Linked DNA regions of Rattus norvegicus: region 1 is linked to region 2. A link is a contact called in public Hi-C data. All regions are on one chromosome and are shown on one strand. The core of a region is the stretch at or near the end of the contact, and the rest is flanking DNA. Distances in the headings are between cores, read along the strand shown. Region 1 has its middle 410 kb from the start of Atp6ap1l. Region 2 holds the start of Vcan (versican).

Region 1 (3,188 bases), core at 371-2,870, 790 kb before region 2:
GTGTCATTTTCCTCTTCTTGACAGTGATTGCATTGGTGATGTCTTTCAGAGACTTGAGCAAAGAACACAAGCTGGAAAATCAATACAGCAAACGTGCCAAGGGTGTGGATTAGAATGGGAACCAGAGTGAGCGAGAACGTGGTGTTTGGGTAACATTGTCCCTGCATTGGCAAACTTTAATCTGCTACATTTTGTATCTAAAATATACAGAAACACACAGATGTAGCGAGAACGGCACAGATACAAATAGGACAGGCAGTGTGGGGATGAAAATCAGACACCTCTGACTAAACTTGGTCTATGCCATGCTTATCACAAATGACACAGTGAAGGCTCCAGAATGCAGGACAACTGCCATCGGGTATCTTATCTCCTAAAAGTCTGTCAGTGGCTTTGTGTTGTCTCTCCTTCTCAATTCTTTTCCGTTCATCTGATTGTGACTGTTAAATCCTCAAGGCTGTATATTTTCTTTGGTTGCATTACTGCCATAGAGGAAGAAATGGACAATTATATTCATATGCCTATTGTGACGGAACTCAGTCTTGTATATTAAGGAAATGATGCCCAAGGTGAATGGCAGTGTTCTCCAGAGGCTGTATGTTACTTCAGTCCATACATGCAGCCTTAGTAGACTAATGCTTTGACAATAGAAAGAGGATATATTTTGTAGACTCAATATATACACATACAGTGTCTTTAATTTACATCTATAGGTGATTTTAAAGATTATTGTTTCATTTGCTTTTATTATAAAGGTTAGCATCTAGACTTCCTTTAAATTATGAGAAATGGAAGACTTTAAATTAGAAATGGAAGACTCGGGGTTGGGGATTTGGCTCAGTGGTAGAGCGCTTGCCTAGCAACCGCAAGGCCCTGGGTTCGGTCCCCAGCTCCGAAAAAAAAAAAAAAGAAAAAAAAAGAAATGGAAGACTCTCATTCTTAGACAAATGGCTCCAGAACATGCACTAGTGGGTTACGAAACACAGTCAGGCACTGGTTAAATTGCCATCAACCAGGAATTCTGAGCATCCCGACTGAACATATGCATGGAATCCTGAAAAAAGCTTTAGAAATTTAGTACTACAGTTCTATGTTTAAATAACTTCAGAGTTGATCTACAATGAAGGCACTTCTAGGTTTAAGCAAAATAGCAATTAGTTTCTCAATTTTTAAAGGAGGCCTATTTTGTGTAGCTGAATATAATTTTTTTTAAAAATACTCTTCTCCAAGGCAGTTTAATTTTGAGCAGAATTTGAGTGAAGAAGTAAAAGCAAATCTCAAAGATGCTTCTTCAGTGGTAACATGGATCCTGGAGTACATACAGCCTCAGAGCCATTTGGCAGTACCTCACATTCAGAAGGGCCAGCCAAGGAGGCACATAGACAGGCTGTTTCAGAGAGATCAGCCTAAACAAGTATCAGTTCTCAGACCTAATTTCCCATGTCAGAAGCCCTCTGTAAATCCCCGAGTTCCTGTAGTAAGAAGTCTGTCCCTTATTAGTTTCTTTGCATGTTATCATGAAATGTGAGGGAATGGCAAAAACCACGGTCAAGGATACCCATGGTGACACTGGCTTAAGCAGGCATAGGGCGCGGCTGGAGTATGTTTCTGCTCAAAACTGGGTTAGAAATGTGACCTAATGCTTGAAGTCTGTCACTCCCAAGGAGGAGGAAGCTGTGCAGAGTGCTGGTGATGATGGCAGGTTGCCACTCCAACTGAATTGCACAATCAGCTTCTAGGACATGCATTCTCTCTCTCTCTCTCTCTCTCTCTCTCTCTCTCTCTCTCTCTCTCTCTCCCCCTCTCTCTCTCTTTTCTCTCTCCTCTCAGAAGTCAGTAAGCCACACTAGAGGGCAGGCTAACCTAGACCTTTATTTTCCCCTGAGAACAAGAATGTACTCTCTGTGTTTGATATAATGTATTATAGAAATAGAAGCCTACAGTTCAAAAAGACTGTGGCACTCTACTTTTGGCGACAGAGTTTGTGCTTTTTGCTCTATGTCTATTTTATTCTGTCCTTGGAACATGTAAAGACAGCATCATTTTAAGTAAAGCTTAAAGAAAACTAGATCAACGAAAGGCAATGAAAATAGTGAATAACATGTGTTATTAATATGAATTAATTAATGTTATATTATGAGAAATTAATATTATCAGAACAAAGTAATATTATTAGAAAACTGGCATTTCTTGACCAGTAACATCTTCTGCATATGAACAGGGGATACAGAAGACATTGTCACTCTGGTGCAAGTCAGATGCACAATGCTGGTTTGTATCTAATATCCTGCTTCTATTTCTTTTGTCTTCTGTGTGGCACTTTAGGAATCGAGACTGTAAACTGTGTAAAGTGGGCTGTCTCAGGAACAAGGTTAGCATTCTTTCTGCTAGGCTCACCCCATGCTGCCTCAGACTCCTCAGGCCTCACAAGGATTTTAGGATGTAGTGGAGAGTTACATGAAAATTCCACACTGAACACTGGGTGTATGTATTGTTAGAATGTCGCTTGCTAGCCACAACTGGCTGTTTATTATTATTGAAAATACCCACGTGGAAGATTAGCCTATTCTGCATATACTATGTGCTGGTCCAGCTTCTCAACACACATGGTGACAACAGGATATGCACAGCAGTCGATTTCTCAAAGAGGATTGTGACACGCAATTCTTCAGTCTGAGAAGTGTCCAGATCTGTAGCCACAGCCAAATATAGTAGCACAGTTCAGTAATCCCAGCATCTGGGAAGACAAGGCAGGAGGATTATCAAAACTTTGAAAATGGCATGGGCTACACGGGAAGCCATTTTCTTACACATAAAGAGACAGAAACAAAATCAAAACAAGAAACAAACCTGTAGTCTGCCGGCTGGAGACAGTGGCGCGGTTTCGTATCTGAGTGTAAAGACCTAAAAGCCATGAGAGCTGAGGATGTAATGTTATGTCTGAGTCAGAGGCTGAGAGAAGCAGCTGACGCTGCAGCATATAGCAGGATGGGTGCTCTGGAGTTCTTGCTCGCCCAGTCAGGCCTTCAGCAGACCAGATGAATCTTCTCTGACTCTTGCTTTATTGCTTTTCTGGGTCTACAGATCCAAATGTTAATTTCATCCAGAACCAATCTCCCAGACACAACTAGAATAATGTTTTCCCCAAATCTGGGCACCTCAAGGCCCAGTGCCACAGAAGTCTAATT
Region 2 (3,601 bases), core at 572-3,071:
AAATTCCAGTGGAAATTCATTTTATTTTACTTTTCTTCTTTCTGAATGGATTCCTGCTAGTTCAAAAGTTGTGTTCTGATAAGCATCCCTGGTCTGTGTAAGCTTGGGTGAGTCACTTTTGGTACCTGCTTGTGCTGGTGTGTTAAATGCAGGGGCTGAAGTCTGTTGTCAAGATGTGGCTTCCACTCTAAACAATAAGTAGGATGAGATTTCAATTTTAGTAATGGCAGCATAATCATTGCATAAAGGTTAAGCCAAACTGATTTCTAAATGGCCCATAGCATAGTTATGTCGCTCATTCTTGTGAGTGCTGCCTTAAAGGGTACATGAAATACACATCCGATATGAAATTATATTGACAAATCTACCACAAGTTTGTCACTTAAGATCTATCATTATATTGGATCTATAAACCTTTGGGGAAAAAATCCACATGCTGAGGAGTCTAGGTTATGAGTTTACAACTGTGGTTGTAGCCAATCTAATTAAAGAAATCCAGAGTAAAGACAAACTTTCTGCGTTAATCACTACCGTTTCTCAAGCCCTGTGCTTGATGTAATTTTCTAAGCAAAACATCCAGAGCCAATAATTACAAGGATATTTCCATATTGGTGTAGGAGGAGAAGTTTGTAATTGTTTCAGTACCCGGAGAGTTACTTTGACATGTCTTTCGAACTTACTTTGTCCTCTCTGCATAAAATCATACTAGACTTCAAAGTAACAGAAAATTCAAAGTCACCCTTTTCTGAGGGGCAGAAATCCTTTGTATTAACTGTTTGACCCTTTGCTCTTTAAGGCCCTAATGGAGTCTTTTGTGATTCAGTGAAGGGTATGCTTCTCTATATTGATGTTGTTTACATCTATGGACAAGCCTGAGTAGGAAAAAAAATGCGAACATGAAAGATTCGGTTTACTGACAAAATGGAAACATTGATAAGTCTAAGAAATCTGAATTAGGCAGAAAATTCTCCAAGAGATCCTGTGACAGAGGGGTGGAAGAAGGAAGGAAGCGAAGTACATTTAAGGAAAGATGCGGATTTGTGTCAGAGAAAGGATTCTCTTTGAATGGGACAAGGGGTTGCCTGGGGGGATTTCCTGTCCAGTCCTTTATTGCCAGGGTCTTTGTGTAGGGCCTGATGCCGCGGGCTCCCCATTGGGCAGTTTCCTAGGGAGAGCAGCCACGAAATGCTTTTGCGTCTCCCTGGGGCTCGGATCTCACTTTCTCAGTATCTCTTTCAGGTTGGCAGGAGCGTTGATCCTGACACCTCTTCTGGTGGGATGAACAAGCTCCGTGGTCACAAAAACACATTATATGCAAGTTCTTGGCTGATTTTATATAGTCCGGTCCGCTACTAAGAACTGACCATACTTAATTGCTCCATGCTTGCGGGCCGCACCAGAGGCTGGGGACTCCCTCCCCCTAATTCAGAAGTAGCAGCGCAGGGCGGGGAAGAGGGGGGTCGGGTGGGGAAGGCTGGGAAGGCAGTTGTTTAAGACTGCACAGCGAGGTGGTACCGAGTCGCCGAATGAGGAGCACGGATTTCCCCCCCAGCCGATTGGTACTTCTCATCAGGAAGAAAAGCTGAGAGGTGGGAGTGCCTGGCGAGGGAGGCAGGCGGTCCCTACCGCAGGCTCTGGGAGCTCCTTTCCGCCCCTCCGCCTGTTTCCAAGCCAGGGCTCTTTGGAGTGGCTGGAGCTGCAGAGCGCTTCAGGAGCCTGTGAATGAACCCTCCTCCTCTCCCTCCTCCTTCTTGCTGAGTCTCCTCCTCAGCTCTGACGGTACAGTGATATAATGACGGTGGGTGTCACAACCCGCATTTGAACTTGCAGGCGAGCTGCCCCGAGCCTTTCTGGGTGAAGAACTCAAGGCGCGCGGGCGCAGCAGCTGCGAGCATTAGGTGCTGAGGACCGGCGCCGGAACCGGGATCAGCCGCGAGCTGCGCATCCTCCCTCCTCTCCAGCTCTGTCCCGCACTCGCCGCATCCTTCCCCAGGCCACCGCGCTTCCTATGTGATCTGCCGGGGCAACGCGGAGCCCATTCTCACAGCTCAGCAGTGAATCTCCCCCCCAAACTGCAGTAAGCCGCCTTTCAAGGTAATCACATTTCTTTTGTTCCCCCATTTAAAAGAAAGGGAGGAAAACTTGTTGGGAAACGAAAACCGCCCAGCTTAGTGGGGGGAAAAGACGTACATTACAATCGGAGGAGGGCTTTAATTAAAGCCAAGAGGACTAGCCCTAAGGAGAAGTTAAGAAAATGTTCGCACTTTGAAACGTGAAGGTAACTTTGAAAGAGGCTTGTTAAAGAGAGGAATTCAGATAGACCCTGGTGCTGAAAAATCTCTAGACAAAAGAAGTCCGGGGTGGGGTAGAGGAAAAGAACGAACGGAATAGGGGGGAAGGAGTTTTGTAGAGAAATCCTAGAAAAGTCCTGCTATCTGGAGTTTGAAGAATGGGAGGGACTCCTCACACCTTGATTTTTGTTGTCTTTAAACTGGTCGAGGCAAAAGTTTGAATGGAGACTCCCCAAACTTGTCCAAATACAAGCCCCTGAAACCACCTTAGGGCAGACCACCTGGCTTCCTGGCTCCTGGTGTGTGGTCAGTATCTCTGGTTCCTGGAAAGCCACCCCTGGGCAGCTCTTGACAAGGTAGCGAGGTACTTTAGCTGCCCCGGACCTGCGCGGACAAGACCGTTCCTCCCCACACCCCACCCCTCAGGCAATGTGGAGGGTTATCTGGCAGGGGTTGGGCTGGGTCCTGGGGCTGCGTTTCTTTGATGACTTGGGGGCTGTCAAAGCTCTCTCGCGTTGCCCCTGTGTTCTTTTGTCCTGCGCGTGGTGCGCCCGAGCCAGCAGGGAAGGCGCAATGGATGGGGGTGGGGTTGTTGGAACACCGTAGAGGTCTGGGAGGCTCCTGGGCGGGAAAGCTTTCCCCGAACCGGAGGGGTGTGCAGTATTTCCCCCCTCGCTCTGGAAAGCGAAATGAGGACTTGTCCCCCGATCTTTACCAGCAAACCAGGACCCAGAGACTTTCCAGACAAAGGTGGCGTGGGGACCCGAGTTGGGGACCAATTGGTCTAGTCTTCTCGCCTGGATTACAGCAGTCCCCAGTTCCCTTCTGTATCTTCTCCCGCTCCCATTTCTCCACTTGAGTTGAGCAACTTTACCCACTAGCGGAGAGTGCGTGCCGGTTTTCCCCGGGGACACCCTGGCTGAGAGAGTCCTAGTGCCACGAGTAGGCGTGGGCACTGCAGAGACTTCTCTAATGCCCGCAGACCCGGGACATCCCGGTTGTCTCGGTTTGTTCTCGGTGTCAATGGGCGTGGACCGCTCAGGGGTTAGACAGAAGAAATAGTGGAAAGAAAATCATGTCATAGCCTAAACTATTTGCTCTCGGATCCAACTACGTTCGCCTCCGCATGTCCTGCGCGTTCTCGGGATCCGGAGGCAAGGGGAAGAAATGTCCCCCGAGGCTGTAGGGCTGTACCGCTGCAAGTACGCCCGCAGTGGAGACTCGCTCTCCGTGTCCCCTCATCTTTGTGTCTCTTTCTCTGGCTCCATCTTCTCTGTCTTCTCTCGTCCCTTTCTACCTCCTCTCCGCTT

The links. Hi-C and Micro-C count contacts between places; a contact is called where the count stands out from the background.
Region 1: a contact with region 2 is called in a Hi-C map of the A7r5 cell line, with 6 times the contacts expected there. The contact joins the enhancer-like site here to the promoter of Vcan in region 2. A contact is called at or near these places in 4 of 12 Hi-C or Micro-C datasets (the A7r5 cell line, the Rat2 cell line, Schwann cells and 1 more) and 1 of 1 datasets of contacts at active chromatin or transcription factors (oligodendrocytes).

What each region holds. Positions count from the first base shown.
Region 1 is chr2:23,389,238-23,392,425 of GRCr8, reverse strand. No RefSeq gene overlaps it. Among named protein-coding and RNA genes, the nearest start is that of Atp6ap1l, 410 kb to the left of the region's middle. Within about 2 kb of position 1,620, at least 13 of the 93 cell types and tissues checked have an H3K27ac peak or open chromatin away from gene starts, as enhancers often do. A contact at or near this core is called in the A7r5 cell line and Schwann cells, where this site is marked.
Region 2 is chr2:22,594,077-22,597,677 of GRCr8, reverse strand. It overlaps Vcan (versican), which reads left to right and starts at 1,821. Exons shown (of 15, transcript NM_001170558.1): 1 at 1,821-2,094.